Regions from separate parts of the Gasterosteus aculeatus genome. Here region 2 is linked to region 1. The links are chromatin contacts, called in public Hi-C maps. All regions are on one chromosome and are shown on one strand. The core of a region is the stretch at or near the end of the contact, and the rest is flanking DNA. Distances in the headings are between cores, read along the strand shown.

Region 1 (2,700 bases), core at 19-2,518:
AAACAACAAGGCTAAGGGGCACAGAGCATGTGTTCACAATGATTCTGGGAGAGCCGCCATGGTATGATTAGTTTCAGATTGCTCGGTCTCTCTCTGATCTTTCCATCTTTCTTCTTGAAAGCGTTTCCAGCCACAGACTTGGATCCAGACCGCACATTTCTCTCTCTCACACACACACACACACACACACACACACACACACACACACACACACACACACACACACAGAGTGAAAGAAAGAGTAGAGTGTAAGAGAGTAAGCTTTATAAAGTTTTTATGCCACTGCGAGCAGAAAAGAATTTTAAACCCAAGAGATTCACGTGCCTTAGACATGAAAACTTGCCCAAAAATGAAATAAAAAGCAGCATGGAGAAAAAAGGAAATTAAGCGGTGGGGCTGAAGCGGTAATGGCTGTGGCTCCTCTGACGTTCTCAAATTGAAGCCTCTCTTCTTCGGTTTTCAAAAAAACACCATCGGAGTGCCATAGGGTTTGGTGACTGCAACTAGTATAATATTGGTTTTGAATGATGTAAGGAACATTTCATTCTGGAGAGCACCAGCCAGCACTCGGCTCTGGAGACCCAATCTGAGACTAACGCTGGCAGTCTTCAGGCACAGACACATGGCATCGTATCCCACTGGTATTTGTCGATACGTAGAGCTAGTAGAAAGACAATCCTGCATATGTTGACTGTGGATCCCTTAAGACAGCTCATCTTACTTCTCCTGATCCCTTACTGTCTAGGGCTAAGGGCAAATCTTTTTTTTATTAATGCGATATTTGTCATATTCAAACACATATGCAGGGGGTTGGATTCAATTCTAAATGAGTGACAGTTATTCCAGTTAGTTGGACAACTAGTGATATTTTTGAGTTTTATAATTTGTTTCTTATATGTAGTGTTGCTCCCTCCCCCCACTGCAGTACACTTTCTAAAACACTCAATTTAAGTACAGAGCATGTGCTGGTAAAAACACTGAAGCTAATTAGGGTAACTTCAGTAGCAGGACCACGCCTCCAACACGCCTCTTCTGGTATTTCCATAAACCCCCTCTTCTCATTCTCGAGTACGCATTCTAAAACCAGACCGAAGGCAGGTATCACCAGATTGGACAGTAAAACTACTTACAATCAGCTTACCTACCCAACTTTCAGCATGGATGCCATTGCGGTTTCCACCTCCGACGACTTCACATTCAGAGAGGACCAAAACAAACCACCCCGAAGTCCGGAGGATTAATCCAACGGCGTCTACACGAAACAGACACCGCCTGGGCTCACTGCACACAGCCGAATGCTCCGTAACCACGCTTCGGTGCCATCCCCGACAATCTCCAACTGGACAGTCATAACGTTACAAAAAGTATTAACCCTCTATGGTATGATGTTGACTCTAGGCAACATACCCGTTTTTGGCCTTCTACATTCGCACAATACATCCCCAGTTCTGATGCAATACTTTGAAAAAGAGCCAGGAGTTTGAATTTGTCGCATGACTCTCTGGATGAAAACCTTTTTTGCTGACTTCTAATAGCTTGATGTACTTTGTTTGCTAAATATGTAATGTAAACCTGTAAAAATGCAAATGTTGCCTTGAGGCAACACCGTACCATTATGGGATTCACCACGACATTGTGGTACATGTTGATGGCATGCCAGATTTTACTGGAAGTTCAGGCAAGGCCGAAAACCGGGAGATCCCTCAGTAGGCAAATCAAATCAAATCCAGAGGGCCAGTAGATAAAAACAGGCAGGGTCAGAACCAGGATGGCAACCAGAGAGGCACACAAATCCGAAATGGGACAGGCAGAGAATACGTGGTCAAAAGGCAGGTAAGATCAGCGCAGATGGACTAATTCAGAAACACTGGAAGACTTTGCTTACGCACAAAATAATCTGGCAGGGAGCAACAAAATGTAACAGGATTAAATGAAGCTTAGGCGAAAATTCAGTCAGGAAGACTGGACAGGCTGTGCCGTTCCCTGGTGGCCTCCTCTCTCCCTGGGGGCGCACGGCCAGCTGATTAGGGGCGGGGTCGAGTAGTATCAGACGTGGGTGTCGTCACCGTAAACCAATCGCATTGGGGCAGGCAACGTTAAAAAACTGTTCTCCTCTCTCTTGCTGTCAGTTGTCATTTCAGCACGCTCCAAAGGTGAGGATTATTTTTCGCCTGGATTAGCAGCGATCGTGACGGCAAAGGAATGTCCGATTCGGACAGCGATTTATTCCGGAGACGCGAGTCTCAACAACCGGAGCCGGCCAGCAGCCCACCGAGCGGCCGGCGCAGGAGCACTCGTCTCACAAGGCGCAGCGGCTCCACTACGAACGAGCAAGAAGAAATTCTCACTCAACTACAGAACCGCGGCGTGACTGCCGCACCGGGGCTCCCTCTCTCACAGCTGCGGGACTTGGTGAAACACACAGCGGGAGGGGAGCGCAGCGATCCCTCCCCGCCTCCCGCGCCAGGACGGAATCGCACCCGGAAGTCGGGACCAATACAGCCGCCGCAGGCGAGGCGGAGGAAAACTGCTACCCGGTCCAATTCTCCACCAGCGACGGCAGGCACGTCGGGCCCAGACGCCGTGGTAATCGCAACGCTACAAACATTGGTCAACACGATGGGCACCATAGAGGCGCGCCTGCAGCACCTAGGGGACAGGCAGCCCACTCCATCCACCTCATTCGGCGCAGGCATCCAG
Region 2 (2,700 bases), core at 189-2,688, 990 kb after region 1:
CTAAAGGCAGTGGCGCGGCGGGGCGAGGGACAGGAAGGCAGCACAGAGCCTCCAGTGATCATTGCTCCTTCAACTGGACATAAGGGTATGGAAAGACGATATATGGGGGCTTCAAAGAACAGAGTACTAACCCCTCTTTTCTGGGTGGAGGATTTACCTGAGCTCCGACAAGCACGCCGACCTACGGTACCATCTTACGGACTTGATTTTGTGGAGCCTTGTAAGGCATAAAAATAACCATTGTCTGTGCAAATGGCATGTCAAATGTGGAAAGTGACTTTTGACATGGCATTGTGGTTTTAATGCTGCTATTGTTGTTTAGGACTGTGACGACCTTCCAGACATGTCCCACACCCAATAATCTACAAATGCAGTGAGGGTCTTGAAGACGTACAGCGTATGAGATATTCTTGTTCAGAACTGAGAACTTTAGCTCAAATTGAACTGTTTGCTAAAAGTGTTTCTTTTGTCATGTAGTCCAGTTGACTTGCAATTGTTTATCTGTATTTATAAGACCAGTAGATGAAATCCAGCATTCTGATTGGTTGAGAGTGAGTCACGGGGGTGCATTATTGAGCGATAATGTACAGTTGCTGTTCTCATTGATCCGAGCGTTCCATATCACTGCGCAATCAAAGTAACAGGTTAGCTTTTGTGCAACCGTGAGTTGACATTTTAGCTTTTAGCTCCGTGGCAATCGGCGAAAAAACCCTGGTAGTCCCACCAAATTGGTCGATCGGTTTCGGGCAATGCAAGCTTTTGCAACCGGACAATTAAGGTGGACATCATGAGCGATGTGACTAAATGAGATGGTGCTACAAACTACATATTCCCACTCAAAAGATGAAGGAATAGCCTTGATTCATGACATATTACACCTATGTGTTTCAATTCTGTATCCTTTTTGCACTTTAACATCCTGTTTAATGATTTTAGACCGAGTATGTCGAGTATCATTTTTCTAATAGACTGTATGAGCACATATTTTTTGGTGTAGGAAGACCTTTTTTTGTAACAAAACTTTGTTCGACGTAGTAAACTATCTGCTTCTGGCTCCGGCTAATTCATTCATTTTAATGCTGATACTATGTTTGATTCTATAAACATGGTCATATATTTTTATCTGTATGTAAATATTAAATTGGCAGTATCCAATAATACAGTCAAATAACAACACAATTTGGATAATGTAGTGTGATGTACCATGGACAAATTCCCAGTGAAATGTGGTGAAGCAGAAGTAGTAAAAATTATAAAATATAATTTCACACATGTACAGAAATTACAATGTAACATAGTCATTTTCGATAACAATTAACTTCATATTTACTGTGTTTAAGCGTTTCATGTGACCTACCTGAGCGAAGGTGCCTTTGGAGATTCTAATCATCAGATCGTGATCCGTCACTTGATCTCACTGGTTTACGGACACGATATTCTCTGTGTTTGACTTTTAGGTGTCTAGTGATGACATCCTGAATCTACGTCACAGTCAAAAACAAATACAGGAAGAATGGAGTATCAGGTTTCATCTAAATGAAACCTCCCTTTTAAATACAAATTTGCACTAGCAACTACAGAGAAGGACTTTCTATCAGCGCCAAAGTTCTTCTGGAAAACCATCCGGCACCTCAGGAGGGGGAAACGGGGAACCATCCAAGCTGTGTACAGTAAGGATGGGACCATGTTTAACGCAACTGAGGAGGTTCTCGGGCGGTGGAAGGAACAATTTGAGGAACTCCTGAATCCAACTACTACACCCTCTTTGGTAGAGGCGGAGGTAGAGGCGGAGCTGGAGGCGGAGGAGGGATCATCGTCAATTTGCCTGGTGGAGGTCACTGAGGTAGTCAAATAACTCCGCAGTGGCAAAGCCCCGGAGATTGATGAGATCCGGCCAGAGATGCTGAAAGCAATGGGTGTTGGAGGGCTGTCATGGTAATAGCTTAATTTGTTTCAATACAGCCTATGCAATACACTGTAACGTCCCTTTACCATGTTCATACATCTAAAATCCCTTTCCAGTATAATGCATGTTAAGCCACGCAGGCTGCACAAAATCTCCTGTCCCTGATTTCAAGGGCCACATCTGAAGAACCCCAGGGACAACGGCAGGGGCAGAGTCAGGTGATGGAGAGATACTGAAACGGCTAGATAGGCAGGCATGCACTCATGTCAATCTGCCAGTGAAATGTGTCATTAGTCTGGTTTTTACCTTGATGGCAGAAGTGCAATTACGGAACTGTCATGTAATTGTGCCTTTATTTAACCAAATCAGTTTTGAATGGAGTTATCTGGTTGTGTTGTGTTCTTTACTCTGGAATTCTTGGACATAGTGCGCTTGGTTGAGAGGGCGATAGTCTTCACATGAAGTCCAATGTGAAGAGGTTCGTGGCTGGGAGGCACTGACTCTTTCAAAGTCAGATTCACAAATATATGAATTCAACAAAGTATCGTAGATTCAAGTGGTTGCTTTCACATTGACTACTGGTTGTTTCTTATCCGGTATCATATATTCTTTTATGATACAGTGAAGCGTTCTGATTAGTTGAGAGTGAGTCACCATGTACTGAATTGAGCCATAATGTAACGTATACCCGTTAACATTGACCTGAGCGTTTCATATCAGTGCGGTGATCAAAATAACAGTTTGATTTTGCACCACCATTGGTTGTCATTTCAGTTTTTAGCTGGGTGGCGATC

What was found. Hi-C and Micro-C count contacts between places; a contact is called where the count stands out from the background.
Region 2: a Hi-C map of skeletal muscle shows a contact between it and region 1, with 14 times the contacts expected there. The contact joins the promoter of LOC120817088 here to the promoter of pcdh18b in region 1. A contact is called at or near these places in 2 of 6 Hi-C or Micro-C datasets (skeletal muscle and tail fin).

What each region holds. Positions count from the first base shown.
Region 1 is chr4:20,160,494-20,163,193 of fGasAcu3.hap1.1, forward strand. pcdh18b (protocadherin 18b) reads right to left here and starts at 1,269. Exons shown (of 5, transcript XM_040174699.2): 1 at 1,146-1,269.
Region 2 is chr4:21,154,698-21,157,397 of fGasAcu3.hap1.1, forward strand. LOC120817088 (NXPE family member 3) reads right to left here and starts at 1,439. Exons shown (of 7, transcript XM_078101013.1): 1 at 1,358-1,439.